Regions from separate parts of the Mus musculus genome. Here regions 2 and 3 are each linked to region 1. The links are chromatin contacts, called in public promoter capture Hi-C maps. All regions are on one chromosome and are shown on one strand. The core of a region is the stretch at or near the end of the contact, and the rest is flanking DNA. Distances in the headings are between cores, read along the strand shown.

Evidence for each region. Capture Hi-C pulls out chosen DNA fragments and counts their contacts.
Region 2: a contact with region 1 is called in a promoter capture Hi-C map of adipose tissue. The contact joins the promoter of Tmx1 here to the promoter of Nin in region 1. A contact is called at or near these places in 9 of 39 promoter capture datasets (the 3T3-L1 cell line, the C10 cell line, the HPC-7 cell line and 5 more), 1 of 484 Hi-C or Micro-C datasets (embryonic stem cells), 6 of 115 datasets of contacts at active chromatin or transcription factors (the SCID.adh cell line, acute myeloid leukemia, astrocytes and 2 more) and 4 of 9 other capture datasets (adipose tissue, embryonic stem cells, liver and 1 more).
Region 3: a promoter capture Hi-C map of liver shows a contact between it and region 1. The contact joins the promoter of Cdkl1 here to the promoter of Nin in region 1. A contact is called at or near these places in 5 of 39 promoter capture datasets (the 3T3-L1 cell line, the C10 cell line, liver and 2 more), 3 of 115 datasets of contacts at active chromatin or transcription factors (embryonic hindbrain, neural tube and stem cell-derived neural progenitor cells) and 2 of 9 other capture datasets (adipose tissue and liver).

The regions. Positions count from the first base shown.
Region 1 is chr12:70,100,957-70,105,100 of GRCm38.p6, forward strand. Nin (ninein) reads right to left here and starts at 1,898. Exons shown (of 29, transcript NM_001081453.1): 1 at 1,695-1,898. The coding sequence starts at 1,877.
Region 2 is chr12:70,451,257-70,455,400 of GRCm38.p6, forward strand. It overlaps Tmx1 (thioredoxin-related transmembrane protein 1), which reads left to right and starts at 1,898. Exons shown (of 8, transcript NM_028339.1): 1 at 1,898-2,064. The coding sequence starts at 1,913.
Region 3 is chr12:69,788,694-69,792,837 of GRCm38.p6, forward strand. It overlaps Cdkl1 (cyclin-dependent kinase-like 1 (CDC2-related kinase)), which reads right to left and starts at 2,014. Exons shown (of 10, transcript NM_183294.2): 1 at 1,950-2,014; 2 at 1,294-1,571. The coding sequence starts at 1,461. 4930512B01Rik (RIKEN cDNA 4930512B01 gene) reads left to right here and starts at 1,651. Exons shown (of 8, transcript NR_033573.1): 1 at 1,651-1,758.

The sequences.
Region 1 (4,144 bases), core at 648-3,147:
ACATCTATTTGACTTTATCACCGGCTCACTAAGTAAATACCACACTGTAGACCACTTAGGTACTCACTATTCAGGCAAATAGCCGGTAAAAAGCAGGTTGATGGTGTCAAGCCATTAACAAATCAATCGATAACTGCTCCCTGGTCTGGGCTAACATCTGGAGAGCAAATTGTAAGCCAGCTGCTAGAACAGAATCTTTGTGCAGTGGAGGATCCCCTTGTACTCTGAGAGGGGTTCTCAGGGAGACCATCGGCCAAAGCCTGGCTCCTTGTGCTTTTTGAAGCACTAACAGCAACTACGCCTCCATCCCAAAGGCCTGCAACCTGAGGACCACACTGGGAGATGCTACTCTGTTCTCCACTATGCCCAAAACCCTGGAGCACATGAAATAGAGTAAATGGTTTGACCTTGCATATTGCTGTTTTTACTATTTTTCCAAATGAGTCGTTTTAGCATTTTCTAGGAAATACTCATATACTCACAAACATTTAATCTTCCTCAAAGTGATCAAGAGTGGCCCTACTTTTTGCAACAAAATCTTCTTTTTCCTGAAGTGTGAACTATTTGGCCTCACATGTCAATCCCCCAATATCCTTTTTTTCTTTATGCTTCATGGTTAGTGCTGTGTCTGCCTCCTTCATGTGACACGCATCTAATACTTCTATGCCTTGGGACACTTATCCACATGTCTGTTGGAAGACCGTGAACAAGGAAGGAGGAGGAGGTGCATCTGGCAAAATCAAACGACGCTTCAGGACTGTTTCCCGGAGTAACAGCGCAGGACAAACCTGTGTACTGGGTGTCGCCATTAGCAACATTTTTCTTCATTTTGCCTGGCCTAGAGCCAAAAGGTGGGGAGGGGGGAACTCTACACAAAGCATTGTAAAGGAGGTTGAACTAAAGGCATTCTCAGACTGCAACAGACTATCTGTCCTTCTCACTGCTAGGGACTTGGGACAAGTTGGGGGGTGGGGGGGGACGGACCTCTTTCCTCTTTCTCTTGCCTGAGACTTAATCTAGGGGAAAAGCATGGCCTGGCCAAACGTGGAAGTTAACCAGTTTGCACACACACTCGCCATGCATGTTGGGTTGGACTGGAGACAGCCTCTGCTTTGTGTACTTCCTGTCTTCCTTCCTGAACGGAAGATTCAATCTTCACCTCAAAATGACCCACACAAAAACCAGCTTTTAGAAGATCATTCAGAAAACCTACTTCTACTTCCTGTGAAGGGCAGCTGTCTTCCCGCCTTTCTTTCTTTTCCAATGAAATCTCACCCACAAAGAACAAGGAAAAAAAGTCTGAGCCGGGCGTGGTGGAGCACTCCTTTAATCCCAGCACTCGGGAGGCAGAGGCAGGCGGATTTCTGAGTTCGAGGCCAGCCTGGTCTACAAAGTGAGTTCCAGGACAGCCAGGGCTACACAGAGAAACCCTGTCTCCAAAAAAAAAAAAAAAAAAAAAAGTCTGGGAAACAGTCAATTTCTCCTGTTACCCATAATGCTCAGTGTACAACTTAATTCCAAGTGCAGACTAAATCTAGCATTGCCCTTATCACGAGAGCAAACTACACGCCCCAGGCTAACGGCCAGGTTGCAAGAGACAAGTTGCAACACACCTGTGGCTTGCCACCAACCCCAGTACTCTGACAGAAACCGCGCCCCACTTCCAACCAACTCTGTTCTTCCCCAGATCTTACCCTGCCCAAGAGGTTGTCCTGGAGTAGCGTCTGTTGCAGCACCGGGCCCACATCCTCCAAGCACAGCACGTGGCAGAGGTCAGTGAGCTCCTCTTGACCCAGAGACCCAGTTCCCAGGGTGTCAAAACTGTCAAACAGCTCCTTGAGTCGGGCTTCATGCTGGTCCTCCTCCACCTCATCCATCCCATAGCCCACAGCGCTCACCTGTGTGGGACATGAAGGAAGACAGGTTGGGACAGGTCACAATTGGACGGACACATGAATCTTCCCCAGCTCTACCTGGACACACACATCTCCCCCCCCCCCCCCCAAGTCCCATCAGCCACTTGGAACACTCTGCAGCAAGGCCCTGCCTGGCCAGTGGTACTTGTACACACACCAGCACGAGGGCACAACTGTACCGCTACAATGGAGTAGCATTCCTAGCAGGAAGGGTTTAGGCAGGCAGTCCTCCTCCTTCCTGACAGGCAAATGGCCTGTCTCACACCTGAAAGGGTTTCTCACCTATCAGCCTGGGGACTCAGGAAAGTGAAAGTCTCTTCTACCAGCCGGTCAGGTCAGATGAGATAATTATTAGTATTCAGTCACTACGGTGGTCAGAGCTGCCAGACAAGTCAGCAAGCTGTAGACAACCTCCCCAGATGCTGGGATCTGAGGTGTGGCCAACTTTCACTCCATTCAGCCTAGGTATTCCACATCACAGCTACATCAGAGGCACTGGCTGAGCCATCTCCCTATTTATGCCACCCAGAAGCCTTTGATTCAAAAAGCAGCTCAATTAGCCCTGCTGGTGCAATTACACACAGCAGGCAGAAAGTATTCCCCCAAGGCTCTCTTTTGCCCCAGGGTGTTCTAGGTAATGCTTAGTTGCCTAGAGAAAGGGTAAAACACCGCCCACCTTTCCTGAGGAGCCACTGGCTGTTTTGGGAGAGTTGAACAGCATCTCTGAACTCCTCCACCGCCAGCAACTCACGCTTCATTCCCGACTGCTCAGTCTTTCATTACTGATTCCCGGGTCCCAGCCTTTCACCCCCCCCCTAGAATCAGTAAAAACCTGACATCACCAAAAGCTTTCAGTCATCTTTTGCTAAAAATAAAACCACACAAATCCAGGTATTTTACTTCAAGGATAAGATGTTCACAGGCCGGGCGTGGCGGCGCACGCCTTTAATCCCAGCACTTGGGAGGCAGAGGCAGGCGAATTTCTGAGTTCAAGGCCAGCCTGGTCTACAGAGTGAGTTCCAGGACAGCCAGGGCTACACAGAGAAACTCTGTCTCAAAAAAAACAAGGAGAAAGAAAGAAAGGAAGGAAGGAAGGAAGGAAGGAAAGAAAGAAAGAAAGAAAGAAAGAAAGAAAAGAAAGAAAGGTAGATGGATCTCTGTGAGTTCACAGCAGCAGGGCATACAGAGCAAGTTCCACACAGAAAACCCTGTTTCAATTAAGAGAGAGAGAGAGAGAGAGAATGAATGAACGAAGACAAGTAACACACATACAGAGTTTAAAAAGAAAAAAATGAAAAAGATCTTTCCTTCTCCTTGTACACAATAATCAATTTTTAATGTGCTGGATCCAGCCCAAATGCTGCACACCTGGAAGCAGCTTCCTGATGCAATCGAGGGTGCCAAACGCACACATACCCTTGGGATGGTGACCTCAGGCGTCTGCAATCAGGCTTTCAGCCAACCCCATGACTACAAAACACAGCACCTTCCCCAGGGCTTGGGGGTGTAGCTCAGTGGAACATCATAGATGCTTAGCATGTGCAAGGCCCTGGGTCCAACCCCCCAAAGCACCAACAGTAAAAGCAGCCCCTTTAACTAAAGCCCTGAGTCAGAGCTCAGAGCAGCTCCCAGGAAGGCAGACAGTGTAATTTAAGCTGCACACAGCTCAGGCCCAGGGCAATGGAGCTTTCTGAAACAATGCAACGCCCCTCTAGGCCACTTTCTTTCTTTCCACAGACAACTGTCCATAACATGACAGGCAAATAGCCAGGTGTAGTGGTGGATGCCTTTGATACCAGCACTTGAGAGGCAGAGACAGGCGAATCTCTGTGAGTTCAAGGCCAGCCTAGTCTACAGAGTTTTAGAACAGCCAGGGCTACATAGTGAGACCCTGTCATCTTTTGTGTGTGTGTGTGTGTGTGTGTGTGTGTGTGTGTGTGTGTGTGTGAAACCAACAAAAAAGACAAACACCCCAACCAAAAAAAAAAAAAAAAACTGAAGATAAGCCATGACCCCACACTGGATGACGTCAGAGGACCTGGGAGGAAGCTGCAGTACAGCTTAGTGTTTAGGGACACCTGTGAAAGCAGTGTGATAGAGAGTAGGTCCAGGCTCCCAGGGCTGGGAAGGTCTCTTCCATCAGCAGAAAACCACTGAGGTGCAGCAGGCTCTGGCTGCCTTCCCAGGGTTGGTCTGCTGGGTTAACTAATCAGTATGTAAATGTTTTC
Region 2 (4,144 bases), core at 648-3,147, 350 kb after region 1:
CAGAGTGAGTTCCAGGACAGCCAGGGCTATACAGAGAAATCCTGTCTCGAACCCCCCCCCCCAAAAAAAAACCCAACCAACCAACCAACCAAAAAAACCCTCTATCTTTAAATGCACTCTCATTCTGAATTACTGAGCATCAGGACTTCAGCTCATGAATTCCCAGGGACACAACTCATCTTGATAATATTGCTGAAGACTACACAACCAAAAACTCACTAAAAGTTTCTGGAAATTGCAAACAATAAATGATGCTTTTGTTGTTGTTATTGTTGTTCCTTCAAGAAAATCTACTAACATTCAGTAGGAGCAGTGACTCTCTGGCATCTGATCCATCTCAAACTCCTATTTCTCTAATCATTTTCTTAGCCCAGGCCATTCTGGTGACAACTCTACTGTAGATGGGTGTGACCATGAACACGGGGCTCCATCTCCTCTCCGTTCCCAACCTAGAGACAGAGCATCTCATCAGGAAGGGAAGGTCACTGGCATCTTAATCCCTTCCAAGTGCAGGTCACAAGGACATGACATGCACAGTGAAAGCGCTGGGTACAGCAGACTGAGAAATCTCCAGACACCCCCTCAACCTTTTTGTTCAAGTGATAAAGACTATACACCACTAGAAGTCCAGAAAAGTAGATCCTGCTGGTCTACACTGCACCTAGAATAATGACTGAGGCTGCTTGTGCCCAGGAGAGTCAGTTCTGAACTCTCCCCAAAGAAATGACTTTATTAAATAAGAGTATGGAGAAACGGTCAGGCCTAAAGTCACTCCAAAAAAATAAAAAAAGTTTTCCTTAAGTAAGAACAAGATGCCAGTGCATAAGCCACTTAGTTCACCAGAGAGACCTAAGAAAAGAGACAGTGAAGAATCATCCTGGGCTTAAAATAAATTTCAACCACTGACCTCAAAACCATCTGCCAAAATGTATTAGGCTGTGGAACAATGTATGCTCTGAGAATTAAAACAAAACAAAAACAAGTTATCGGTGAGCACTTCATGTAATATTACAGCTGGAAATAAGTGAGGCAAACACATCCCAAAAAGTGATATGGAATGAGCCCTGCTAAAACCACTATCGCCCAGATGACCCACCCAGGGCTGTAATCTCTGAGAAACAGACTTCACTAGAATTGCCTTGCCAACTCACTAAACAATCAAACAACAAGAGGAACAGAAGATGGAGAGCCACAAGGGGAATCAACATCTAGAATTACAGACCCTAAAACCCTAGTTTCCAAGAAGAGATTTTTGAGTTGTGCAAAGACAGGAAAATATAACCCATATACAGGAAAGCAAAGAACAGGCAATAAAAACTACCTCGGAGAGCCAGGGGGTGACAAAGCCTCATTACGAATGTGTTAGAGGAAATTCGGGGACTCATGCTTAAAGAGTTAAAATAAGTCAGTCAACAGGGACAACACAAGATTCAATTAGTAAAGTAGCCAGGACAAAAAGTAGATGCCTGTTTGCCTAGGGCCAGGGTAAAGGGGCTGGTGACCTCCTCCTACATTCGTCTAACTGGTGATATTTTGAAAGGGGAAAGTTCCTGAGAAAACTGTCATAGTGACCTTACTAGGCACTGGTGGGCACGACAGGGTCACTCATCTCTAGAGCATCACCCTGATCCCTCCGCCTACCGCCCCTTCTAGGGCTTTTCGAGGGACCACAGCCGGCAAGCGCCTCTTCAGTCGTGAGCTCCGAGATAGACGCATTTCCCGCTTTCCCTCTCCATCTCCCGCAGGAGGAACAGGGCCCGGACATGCGCACTGAGTTGCTGGCGGGGAGTGGGTGGGGCTCGCGCGCCTGGCTGGCTCCTTGTGCGCATGAGCGGAGCGGCCGCCAGAGCGGAAGTGGAGCTGCGGCGGGGAGGTGGAGCGGGAACGCGCTGAGGCTGGGTGAGCGGCTGACATGGCGCACTTGGGGCGTCTTATGGTTCCCCTGGCAGCTCTGGTCCTGCTGCTCTGGGCGGTCCCTGGGGCCCACGGACGGCGGAATAACGTGCGCGTCCTCACCGATGAGAACTGGACGTCGTTGCTGGAAGGAGAGTGGATGATAGAATTGTGAGTGCGGGGCGCTTGTCTGGGTGGCGGTGGCCTCCGCCGCCCCGTCCCTCAAGCTGGACACCTGACCAGCCCATCTTCCTCGGCCAGGTCTTGAGGTCCCAGCCTTTGCCGCCCCCAGCTCCAGGGTCATTTCCTAACCGGGAATATTACTTTTCTATCTAAGCGTGCACTGAGCCTCGTCGTTGCTAAGCACTGTGGTGCGATTAAAGGATTACGAGCTACATCGAATTCTCTGGAACAGACTAGCGGATTTGAGGGTGGGATTGGGTTGCGATGGAGGTCTTGGCTGTTTCTATAGACTTTTAGTGATCTTTTGTAGACATCCAGACTTTAAGTCTCCAAATTTTTACAAAAGTTGATATTGAACAAAATCTTGCTTTTAACCTGTCATTCGGAAATTGCTATGTTTATTCGGAAATTGGTATTTGTAATGCCTGAATTTTGAGCTCTTTATTTATTTTTATTTTGTGAGTTAGTTTTTTTAAATTGTAAATGCCAAATAAATGGGAATATATTAAAATCTTTATTTTCTTTTTTTTTCTTCTTGCCTACATTCATTTCTTTTGATATGAACCTCATTTTTCCTTGACCGGTGCGTTTGCAATTTAGAGAATGGCTTGAATTGTGATTTACAGGCCTGCGAATGGTATTGCACATGCATTAGTATGATTATTGATAGGCCCTTTAAATACTCCAGTTCATCATTTACTATTCAAACAAAATCACTTATCTTGTGTGATAATTCTACTTCAACAGTGTCCGCCGTCCTGCTGCTGTAGGAAATAAACTACCTTTGGCCTTTGTCTTAGATGATAAATTAGTGGAATGGTTAATTGACAGTGTTCCTGATACGGCATTATTGATGTGGCGAAAGCACCACCATTGAATGGTCATTGTTTACTGACACTACCCAGTATCTTTACATATGTTTTGGGGTGGGTAATTATTCTACATAATTCCTTATAGTAGATAACCACTCCCATCCCCTGCTTTACCGATTGGCCTGTTCAGATGCTGTCATAGTAGCTTTGTTGGGCTTCAAGAGTAAATATATGCAAGCGTTGTTAGCAACCCTTAAGCAAGATTCTGGTGTTTGCCTATGTTGTGATTGTGTTTAGGGCTGTACACTAAGGAAGAGGTGGAAGTGAACATCCTCAAGAGAGAACCTGGGTGAGGTCCATGATACCTGAGTTGTGAAACAAGAAAAAGGAGATTGCAGTAGGGAAGACGTTTAGTGTACTGACAGTTGGCCGTTCACTGAAGTCAGTTTTCAGGAGAGGAACGCTAACCAGTGCTGTTAGTTTTCAGTCACTGTCATGAATAGGCAGGAGTGACATGATATGTAAAATATAGTCAAATATTACAGAAAGATACCTATAAGCTTTCTTTTGTCACACTGTAAATATCCACAAAGGGTATAAAGGGGACCTACAGTAGCATAATGCTGAGATAAAAACATCCATCTGAAATGACAGGGTCCCATGCTTCCCTTTATCTTTGGCTAAAATTTGGGAGTTTAAAGAAGCTCTTAAGGGCATGGAGGGGTGGTGCTGGAAGGGGTCATCTATCAGGATGTAAAGTAAATAAATAAATAAATAAGGGGAGGAAGCTCTTAAAAAGCATTAGGAAACAATACACTTGATAGTCATAATATTCCTTAGCTACAAATGAGTTCTCTGCAGATTCACTTCTGATGAGCTTTGTTATAGAGCTGCTTCTGTAGTTTTACTGTTAAAGAGTTTGGCTTTGGTATGGAACACTGGTTTTGCTTTCTCTACATGCCTGCTTTAGAAGCTTAATTTTTCTAAAACAGTTCAGAAGTGTTTGAATATGCGTAGGCTTCATTCTTCCCGGTTGCAAATTACAACGGGCAATGAAATGGAAAACAAAATTCTAAGGAAAAACTTGGACCTGCAAAGATAGTGAGTTTCAGAGATGTGTTTCGAGTACTGGCGCCCTTGGCTGTTGGTATCATGGTGCTAGCCAATAGAGTTGCGTCTCCTCTGCTCGGTATCTGTGTGAGGGTTAGGTTTAGAGTAATATTTATACATAAGAATGTAGGCCTCCAGCTTCGGTT
Region 3 (4,144 bases), core at 764-3,263, 310 kb before region 1:
ATTCTCTGAGCCAAAGAGAACAGCCACCGTGCTCCTGGGAACACTAATTTTGGTGGATGGAACACATAAGTGTTACTGTGTACCATGGAGGTCAGAGGACAACTTGGGGGAATCGATTCTCTCCTATCATGTAGGACCAAGGGATCAAATTGAGGCTATCAGTTTGGTGGTGAGCACATTTATGCACTGAGCCATCTTTCTAGCCTATTATTATTATTATTATTATTACTATTATTATTGAGTAAATCAACCCATTGAAGACTGGGAATGTGCCTCGGTGAGAGAAGGTTTTGTTAATTTGATAAAGTCTCTGGGTTCAATCCTTAACACCACAAAGTAGTAATAATATTGACAATGATGATGCTAAATAAAGAGTAAGGCAGCTATCAGCTTCTACTGAGAAAGTGGACATGGTCAGTGGCTCACGAGAGCAGAGTGCAACACTGGCTGTGTGGAGGAGAGTAGGCAGAGGACCCCAGCTGGGAACCGGCACAAACATTTGAGTTCACCCCTTCTGAGAGCATCATCCACTCATACACTTGGCCAGGGTCTGGACAGAACACCGAGGCCACACTTTCTGAAGCACAGTTGATTCCCCATGGGAGCCATCCATGGCCTGCCTCATCCTGCAGTAGCAGCTGCATTGCCTCTGAGAAATTCAGAGAAGCCTCTTTCCAGAATAAGAGGGAACACACTTTTGTCTTGTAATGAACACCTTTGTCCAAGGACCTAAGCTTAGATTCCAACACTCACAATAAATGCTGCCCGAGGGCAGCTGTCCACCTGCAATCCCAGTACTAGATCCTGGAGAGCACTGGCTAGCAATCCTAGTGAGACACTGTATCCATATACAAGGGGGAAAATGGTTGAAGAAGATGGCTAGTGTTAACCTTTGGCTTCCAAATGCCACACACACACACACACACACACACACACACACACACACATTTATGCGCGCACACATGAACACACATATACAGATGCATATATAGCCCAAGAAAACAGGACAATGGGTTAAAAATACAAAATGAAAACAAGCTGGAAGCTCAAAACTCAAAAACTCTAGCAAAGTCGAGTTGTTTTAAATTCTGCTTCTTAGAGACCCGTGAAAAGACTGTCTGCAGTTGACGCCAAGAGAGCCCCACACCTCTCCTGTCCACCTTCTTACTCTTACATAATCCGTTCTCTGCGCACAGACTCTGATTTGTGCCATTGAAGACAAAGGCTGTGTGGGAAGAGGGCAGAGCCTCAGCCCAGAGCATCTATCTAGCACAGAAAAAGCAAATTAGCTACCTTGAGCATGCGGATTTCTCGAAGGGCGATTTTCTTTATGACAGGGTCATCTTCGGTTTCCAGAAACCTCTTGATGGCCACGATCTGACCCGTGTCCCTGTTTCTGCACTTGAACACTACCCCATAGGAGCCTTCTCCAATCTTTCCAATTTTTTCATATTTTTCCATTACAGAGGAGGAGCAAGTCTTCTTGAGAACGGATTTTCATATAGTTTTTAAAGGTCGTTTATGAACTGACCTCTCTCGAGCCTCATCAAGTAAGGGCTGTCGTCCGCGATCTAGAGAAAACAAGGCGCGAGTTAAAGAATAAGGATCAGCCAGGTGTGGACTCCACCCCCACCCAGCAATGACATCGCGGTCAAGGCTGGGAGTCTACAGGTGGCTGCCATGGGTGACCTAATTTCAGTTGTCTGTTTCATTCCCTCGAGCTAAAGATGTAGCCAGCATCCAAAAACGAGCCGAGCTGTAAGATAATCTATCTTTTTAACGTTATGGTTCATACGATCTAAGACACTTGAGCTGGCTGGAGCACCAGGAAGGCGAAGGGCTTCCCCGGTTCTAGTTTCGGGTCTCAATTCCCTCCGGAAGAGGACACCGGCTGGGCAACCGGGCCCGTGGGGACTGCGGGAACTGCAGGGACTGTGGGGACCTCCCACCCTGACTCCTGAGGCGCCTCTCGGCCCAGCTCTAGCACAGCAGCCTGCAGCTCGGCTGGGTGACTGCTGCGATCCCCATGGGAACCGCGCCGGTTGGGCGGGGCCGCCCTCCGCCCTGCTGTACCCGCAGCCACTTGGCCGGGTCCCTGACCCCGCGCTGCAGGTCCAGAGGGTTTAAATCGTGGAAATCACAGCATGGAGAGTTTGCAGGGAGAACGCCTGCTCCCAGGCTGTCCTAGCAGCCTGCTCGGGCTAGGGTGACCAGGTCCATACCTTATTACGTCCACTCCTTGGTGTCCGTTCCTCGCCTGTGAACCCCGGAGGACAGCAATTGCTCGGTGCTGCAGCTTCGAAAAATGAATGAGAGAGAGTGAGGCAATAGAGGGAGGCAGGATGGCCTTCCCTCCCATGTAGTGGGGTCTTGGCGGTGCAGAGCCTGCTTTGATTGCCTTGACTCTTTCCCCAATCACCTTCTTATTGAACCTGTTTCAGTACAGTGACAGTGGCAGTTGATGGATGCAGGAAATCTTGAAATAAGGATCGCACAGACAGCCTCTACATTTTGTCAGCCCTTCCATCCCCTATGCTAGGCGCCGAGGTGCTTGTGTGCTGGCGGCAGGGCTACAGCAGAGAAAACGCACGATGTGAAACCTGGCCAACCCGGGGCAAGGAACGTGCGATGCAAATGTACACAGAGCTCAAGAGGAAGCTGGGTCTGGGCATACCGAGCGTGACGGCTGCCTGGCAAAGGGTAGAGGTATAATGAGTTACTAGAATAGACTCGTGGTGGTCTGGGACCCTCCCCAGAAATCATGTGCAAATGTGAATGCCTACTCTTTTTGACTTTTGTCTTCTCGATAGCTTTGCCTTGCCCAGAATATCGCGTACATGGAAACATACAGTGCACAGCTTTTATTGAGTCAGATTCTCACTTCACAGAATACATCTGAGAGCCACACACATCTTGCATTTAGCAGCAGTGTCTTCCTGTTTATTGCCGGGTAGCGTTCTGTTGTATGAACGTACTGACTGGTATTTATTTGTTTATTCAATCCTGGTTGAAGGATATTTGGATTGTTTCCAGTGTGGGGTGATTATACATGAAGCCGCTATAGACGCCGTGCATGGTGCTTTCTGTGAAGCCAGGTCTTCATTTTTCTTGGGGAAATCCTTAGCGGGAGACCTCTGCACATTGAGCTTATCTTTTCCATTTTACCTTCCCACCTGCAATGTCCCCAGTGCCCGGCATCCTTGCGGTCCTTTTGGCTTTAACTATTTTTTAAAAATATTTATTTATCTATTATTACATGTAAGTACACTGTAGCTGTCTTCAGACACTCCAGAAGAGGGCGTCAGGTCTCATTACGGATGGTTGTGAGCTACCATGTGGTTGCTGGGATTTGAACTCAGGACCTATGGAAGAGCAGTCAGCTCTCTTAACTGCTGAGCCATCTCACCAGCGGATTTAGCTATTAAAATAGATGGTTAATGGCTTCTAATGGTTTTAATATGAATTTGACTTTTAACCTTCCCTATAGATGTGTTCTCGCTTCAGGATTCTAAGAGACTTATGGAAATTTTTTGGCGCCAACACCTCTCTCTTCCCCAGTGGGCTGCAGTTCTCACTTGGGACATGGCAAAAGGCAGAAGGACAAACAAACAAACAAACAAAACCCCTCTAGTTGATTGAATTAAGTACAAGATGGCGATCTTATTACTAATTTCCATACTTGGGTGGAGCTCAGGACCCTGTGCTCGCCAGGTAGGTGCCCCCAGTGGGAGACAGGATTGCTGTTATTGTTCCTGTCTCTGACAATGTTCTCCTTCACCTTTTAAGAGAGTTGTTTATAGGGACCACCAAGTAGGGACATTTTGATTTTTCTTTATCACTTTCTCTTTTCACTGGGTAGGTTCTTCTGTGTGATGGCAAGACCACACTGCTCTGAGTTGTTATTGAAAGCAGTCTTATGCTAGTAAGCACATTGGTGGTTAATTGTTTATTCACTTATTCACTTACGCTTGCTGTAGGCAGCCTCTAAGAGGACGCTTAATGACCTGCCTCCTGACAGCTATGCCCTTGTGGGCCTTCTTGAGCTTTGCTCACTCTGTCCTTTTTTTCACGAGAAGCTTTTAACTGTCTTCAGGTTATATAGGTATATAAAGTAAGCTTACAAGTCAAACGTTTTCTAAAATTA